Regions from separate parts of the Zea mays genome. Here region 1 is linked to region 2. A link is a contact called in public Hi-C data. All regions are on one chromosome and are shown on one strand. The core of a region is the stretch at or near the end of the contact, and the rest is flanking DNA. Distances in the headings are between cores, read along the strand shown.

Region 1 (3,625 bases), core at 734-3,233, 130 kb after region 2:
GAGAGGGAGGAGGGCGGAGGACGTGCTGGAGGGGGGGTGGGCCAGGAGGAAGAGGGTCGCGGCGGGGCCCGCGTGCCGTCGTCGCGTCCCGCTCCGCGTCGCGATGGCCGCCGCGCGCTGGTCGGAGGTCCGCGCCGGCGGTGGAGCGGAGGCTGCGGTGCTCGCAGTTGCGGCGTGGTGGATGACGCGCGCGGCGAGAGCGAGACCCCCGGCGGCGGGCGCTCCGGACCTGGAGGAGGGATGGGCCGAGTGCTCTCCTGAATTCGTGGTCCGGCAGGGCCCACATCCGTCTGCAATGTAGCAACAGCATGTGGGCGACGTTAGTTTGTCCTTTTCCTCCCTAATTATTTTAGTAATTAACGAGATCGATCGTGTGGTGTCGTTGGCTTGGCTTCCTCTCGTCGTCCGATTAACAAAAGCCGGTTCCATTGGCTGGATATCTTCTCTGCTGATCTGATTGTGTGTGCCAAATGCGTACTGTACGCATCAGCGTTGTTGATCGGGGACTAGACCCACCCACATGATGAGGACGGCATAAAAGGGCCGCAGCCGTCTGTCATCCTCATCCAGGAGTTCTTCTCCTCCTGGCCGCTCGTTAACCTTCGAATTTGATACCTATTTTTAATAGGACACGGTTCAACCGGTGGTATGGTACACGGCCTCGTGGAATCGTGCGAAACCAAACGTTCGTGCGTGCGTGCGCGAGCCATCATACGCTCGGACGCGTCGCGCACCGGTGGTAGATGGACACCCCCAGCCCGCAGATCACCCGCGGCTGCCGGCCCGGGATCCACACGATCCGATACGGCGAAGGGCGAACGCGTCGACGACTCGCCATCGCGCGTGCGTCGCGGCACCAGGCCAGACCGACCGAGTGCCGTGCGTGAGCGGCCAGCGTAGTAGCGCGGCGGGACTCGTTTCGGTGGCTAGATCGCTGTCTCTGTCTAGTCCGGACGCGCGGCGCGGGGAGATCCCCTCCCCGCCGGACACTCCTCCAACCTCCAGACATGCCAATTGCCAAGGACGCCGCCCCTACAGAGCTGCAGCCCCCAGATCATCTAAGTTCGTTTATTTGGCCCGTTTTGCGTGCATCATCAGCCCACGTAGCATATCCGGCCTAATTTCTCTCTCTCTCTCTATATATATTTTCCCTAAAGTTTCTTGCAGGAAGAAATTTTAATTAAAACTGTAAATATATACTCGTGTCATCAATTAGGTCGGCCGCCAATTAGAATTGCGGTAAAAAGTACTCCCTCCTCCGCCAAAAAAAAAGTGTTACTACCGTAACTGTGGTCAAAAAATTTTATAGACAATATCAGTAATATTCAAATAGGGCGTAAACCCCGTTTATATCTCTGTTGTGAAGCGAAATGGTAGTTTTGCTCAAGGTGTTTAAGCTCTGTAATTTCAGCCCTGCGATTTAAAACGAACATGTAGCAATAGGTTCTAATAAATGTCTGTACATCGAGATATCCATATTATGAACATTGTGTGACATGCTAGCAATGTTAACGTCTCAAGCAACGAACATGTAGCTAGTTTCGCTAACATATATAAATGAAAGACAAGATATTTGGACAAAGCCATGTTGGTCTACTAGCTACCAGGTCATGAAAACAAGTCAGCATCCTACTAGTTCATCTTTCCCAGCACATGAAGACAAGGCAAATTTTTTTGGATAAGAATGAGAGAGTGTTGGAGCAACAAAAATCATTATTTTTTAATAATATCTGTTTTGGTGTTAGTTGCTCTAAGCACTTGGCGTCGGTTCAAATTCAATCGGGTAGGGAGTTTTGTATTTTTTAAATTTGATAAATATTTATGAAAAATAAAATATTTATGCAGCTCGCGAGATACACGAGTCGTCTGCATCGGCCCACCCAGCCGCGGCCGGCGGCCCACGCCACGACTCGGCCTCGTACGGTCGGGCCCACGACCCCGACCCGAGCTGCTCTGGCGCCGTGACGCCGTCTTCCTGTTCCCCGTTACTTTTCCTCCCCCGGCGACCGAAGCCGCCGCCCAGCCACGCCATGGACTCTCTCCTCGCCAGCTACGCCTCTTCCGACGACGACGCTGATGAGGCCCCACCTGCTCCTCCTCCTGCTCATTCCCCCGCCATCGCCACTTCCTCCGGTGGCGGCGCAGGCGGGTTTTTCTCCTCGCTCCCGCAACCCAAGTCCGCCCCCGCACCGCTCTTCTCCTCCCTCCCGGCGCCCAAATCCACCCCCACGCCGCTCTTCTCCTCTCTCTCGGCGCCCAAATCCTCCCCCGCCCCTAACCCCACCTTCTCCTCTATCCCGCCGCCCAAGTCTTCCGGAGGAAACCCTAAGCGCGTCGTCCAGTATCGCCCGCAGCCGATCCGGCAGCCCACAGGCGACAGCTCCGACGACGAGGAGGACGATCCCAAGAAGCGCCGCGCGAGCAACAACGAGGCGCGCTTGCCGCCCGTGTCTGCTGGCTCGGGTCCCGTGTCCTCGTTCCTCCCGCCTCCGAAGCACTCGCTCGGGCTCGGCGCCGGCTCTGGCGCGGGAGCGAGGAGGTCGGCAATCGATACGGCTGCGCCAGAGAAGCTAAATCTCGGCACCGCTCTGCCTTCAAGCTCGGTTGCCAACACAGGAGCCCCGGAAAGGCCTGACACCGGCGCAACCGACGACGACGATTCGGAAGATAGTGGCAGTGATGGTGACATGCCTGCGCCGGAGCTGGAGGAGGAGCATGAAAACCAGCAGGCTTTTAATGCTGCAACCGGGGAGCAGCAGCAAAGCTATGATGCTGGAGCTGGGAGCACTAGTGGATATGAAACATATGCGTGGGATCCAAACCACTATGCGCAACACGGTGCTTATGGTTGGGATCCTAGTGCCAGTGCGAATTATGAGGATGGAACACAGTATGCCGCATATGAAAGAGGGCAAAGTGCAGGGTATGTTCATGCGCATGGAGGGGAGCATGCCAGTGGATATGACCATGTTGCGGCAGTGCCATATGGAGTAGATTATACTGCTGGAGGTTATGGTCATGAGGTAGCAGCGACATTGCCACCGGTGCATGAACCGATATTGCCACCAGAGATGGGTAGGAGTGGAGGGAAGAGAGGTAGAAATGATACGCCGGTCCAGATTTTAGAAGTAAATCAAGCAGAGCTGATGAAGAACAGACCAAAGCAGGATAAGTCTAAGCTCACGGGGTTGGCCTTCGGTCCTAGTTATCAGGTACAGATTCATCACTGTTTGCTAACTTTGTTTCTACTTTTGTCAAGCATTGCTTTATTAGCTTATTATATGCTTGTGTTTCAGTAGCTTAGTACCAAATCCAGTAGGTAGAACTGGGATGACAAAGCTAGATTATTTGTTCTGTGCTCATATTGCTCAAACAACTGAAACTAAAGTTGCTCCTGTTAGTCGCGAGCCAGCATCAGATACTGTCGCTCAGTGCTTATTGGCACAATCACAGAATGGTAGTGCAGAAACAATAATGTGTTATGGGTATGCTGTTAGTTCCCAAGCAATGATTCTTGAGAAATATGCCACGGTGTTTTCATTTTCATCGCAACTTCCATTCATCACGAATCAAGTAAAATAATTTACTACCAAAAAACTATATTAGGCTGTAAAGTCATGTTTTC
Region 2 (3,411 bases), core at 871-3,370:
CCTGTAGCAGATTTTTACGCAGTATACCGAATTGCATAATTATCTACACAGTGTAGCATATTTAGTATCAGTATATAGCATAAAATGGTCATTACGAGTTTTAGTTGCATGTCTGTTTCAGCGATCCTAAATTTATGGAGGAAATAAAGCATTTAAAATAGAAACCGCCACACATATCTTTCCTAAATTTACGCGCATGCAAGGGAACGTGATTGACTCATGCATGCATTTTACCATAATTTTAGGATCTGTATAACCGCATGCATGCGACTGCCATGTTTTTCGGATCTGCCATAAAAATAGGATCGTAATAACAACCTACTAGAGCTATCAACCTCTCATATTGGCTCGGTATATACGCTTATAATTGAGGGATTTTATGCTCAAAACTTAAGGTTATTACGCTCCAACCCGGAGGTGCGTCCACCAGTGAACAACATGCCATATTTTATACGCAGTGTAACGAATTGCATAAATACCTACATCATGTAGTATAATTTGTATCAGTATATATCATAAACTAGATTTAATGTGTTTTAGCTGCATGGCTGTTGGAGGGATCTTATATTTATGAAGGAAATAAAACATTAAATACGATTTTTTGTTTCTATGCGTGTAATTCATTTCCTTTCATTGCACATTATTTTTATCATAAATTCGTGTGCATGCAGCTGGTAACAGAATTTTACGCAGTATATCGAATTGCATAATTATTAACACTGTGTAGCATATTTAGTCTCAGTATATATCATAAAATGGTCTTTACGCGTCTAGCTGCATGGCTGTTGCAGCGATCCTAAATTTATGGAGGAAATAAAGGATTTTAAAAACAGAAACTGCCGCACATATCTTTCCTAAATTTATGCGCATGCATTGGATCGTGTTTGACTCATGCATGCATTCCTTTTTTGCGCTAACAGACGTGGGGCAGGTGGCGCACCCGACAGCCTGTTTGGTCGCGCTGGTTGAACCAGTTTGCAGGGGTGATCGGCCTGGGCTTCCTTTAACTATTGGAAGCCCAGGGCTCCCGTTATACCTACCCTATATATATATATATATCTTGTTTAAATGAAATATTTATCCAAATACAATCTAAACCTATAGATTTCCATATCTTGCCAAAAGAGTCATCCGGGACCAGGTCAGTATCAGTACACGTACCGATATTCAGCGTGCCTCCGGATCGAGACAAAATAACACACAACAATGCGCTCCTATGCTGCCTTCTTGGCCTGCAATGTTGGCCTGATCACGATTGTATTTTATATTTTAAATTATTAATATATATTTAACATATTTATACTTTATATAACACAAATGAAGGTGTGAGCTACGCGATAGAAGACAAAGTTTTCCTTGCCGAAGGACCATTTCGGTTTATTCCCATAATTTATTTCGCTGGAGCTTGCATGCTCATACGCATCTGCATGAACCGTTGTATAGGCAACTCCTGCATTAATATTAGTAAAAAAAAATTAGAATCGTAAGAAAAAAGGTTTCCGTTCCAGAGTGTCAACACCGGTTTCTCTAAAACCATCATTAACGTAAATATCAGTTCATATTGTTGCGGTCCCGTGGAAGGCATTGGACGAGAGAACAATAAAATAGAAAATTTTCATTATTCATAAACACCTTTTACAAAAAAAATCGCCAACATAAAAAAATACAAAAAATACTCGATTCAGGATAATGTTTTAGTCTCGAAATTAGAAAACATTTTTTTTGAAATAAAAGAAATCAAGAATAGTCTCGACACTGAGGCCCATAAAGGGTGTGTTTGGTTTGACTTTTGGCTTTTGGCTTTTGCCCCCTAAAAGCCAAAAGCCAACCAAAGGGTTAGATCTAGGAAGCAGCTTTTTCTAAAAGCTGGCTTTCTCACAGTGCAAATCTGAAAGCACTCCTGAACCTGCTTTTAGTGGCTTTTCGAATGGAACTGTGAAAACATATATCGAAGAACTTTTAACGACTTTTAGTGGTTTCCACCAAACAGTTTTTAGCTTTTTAACGGCTTACAGCCTACATCAGCTTTTTTCACAGCCCACAGCAACTTTTTTCACAGCCACAGCCCAACCAAACAGACCCAAAGTTACTAAACGGGCTGAAGCCAAAAGGGCCAACCCAACTACTTTCTGGCGGCGGTTCGTCCCTGATCTCCAGGAGGTCCCTGTACCCCGCTTGGGCTCTCCTAAACCCTAATCGTGACCGCCGCGCCAGCGCCAGGAACTGTAGTTTCGTCCTCGCGGCCTTCTCTCCCTCCAGTCGAACCGCGCCGACGAGCGACGACAACTGCTGCTGCATTCTTCAATGGCGGTACGCTCTTCTGACTTCCAGCGGATCTCTCGATGTCGCTTCTCTAGACGATTTACGGACCGAATCTGTTCGCACTTACTTGTTAGGCCGTACTACCCAAAGTTTAACCAAAAGCACTTCGCGTGGAGTTTGAATATGGGTATGGGGATGTGTAAGCTGCTGGAGATAGCCTTAGTCATTGTGTGATTTTGCGTCGCCGGCTGTTCTTTTTCACGCTTCCTATCTGTCAACCGTCTGAAATCGACTTCGGTGTCAAGCGACGGAAAATTGATGGCGCATCCCAAGCTCACCACTGCCGGCCCTAGAAGAATAGGGGTAGGTATGGGGACGGCACCGGCGAAGTCGTGGGGACACGAGGAAGCATCGGGAGGCGGGCAGCGCGTCGGGAGGTCGTCTGCTGTAGTTGGGAGGGCGTTCACAGTTGAGACACTCAGGTCGAATTCCAGCAAGATATAGGTACTAATTAGGTGTGGTGTATGATTTTGACTTTTGAGATACTTGAAGGAATCAGCTATGCAATTGGGAAGAGGGGAATTGTGGCAGAGTAATGTTGAAGGCGCATCAGTTTGTAATTATCAGGAGTTTAGAGGTTACAGGGGGAAGTTAATTTTCGCCTTGATCTTGTATCATGGTTTTTAAAGCGCCTTAAGAACAGTGTCTTGTATTGAATCCATGTTTGGAATTTATTGACAATAGAATGTTCTCTCTCTTAATTTTAGGGCATGATTGAACTGTTTTTTGTTTGTGTGGAGTGGCTACAAATTTTATATCGGTGTGGCCAAAAACTGGATTTGGAAACATGACTGGCCTTTCTATATCTTTTTATGGATGTCGCTGCTTCTGATCTTAGTCATCATTACCTATCAGAAGTTCAGGCCAGTGGTTTCACCTCTACCAGTGTCCAGTACCGCTGAAGTATCATATCATATAATAGTCACAACTGTTTCTGTTAGCTTGATCCCAAGGTGCATTAATATTTGCCTTCATGCACAGCTGATTGCTATTTTGCGTTCCAGTTGAAAATTGCTTGTGATCTTAACATTCTGTGAAAAGCATCAAGTTGTAATGAGCTAAGCAGGGGCATAAGCTGTTGAGCTTGAT

The links. Hi-C and Micro-C count contacts between places; a contact is called where the count stands out from the background.
Region 1: a contact with region 2 is called in a Hi-C map of leaf, with 3 times the contacts expected there. The contact joins the promoter of LOC100192621 here to the promoter of LOC100284147 in region 2. A contact is called at or near these places in 2 of 25 Hi-C or Micro-C datasets (leaf and tassel).

Annotation. Positions count from the first base shown.
Region 1 is chr4:243,983,920-243,987,544 of Zm-B73-REFERENCE-NAM-5.0, forward strand. LOC100192621 reads left to right here and starts at 1,984. Exons shown (of 2, transcript NM_001137836.1): 1 at 1,984-3,212. The coding sequence starts at 2,031. It overlaps LOC109946110 (B-box zinc finger protein 32-like), which reads left to right. Exons shown (of 1, transcript NM_001320520.2): 1 at 1-367. The coding sequence ends at 301.
Region 2 is chr4:243,851,370-243,854,780 of Zm-B73-REFERENCE-NAM-5.0, forward strand. LOC100284147 (small nuclear ribonucleoprotein F) reads left to right here and starts at 2,121. Exons shown (of 5, transcript NM_001366696.1): 1 at 2,121-2,310. The coding sequence starts at 2,305.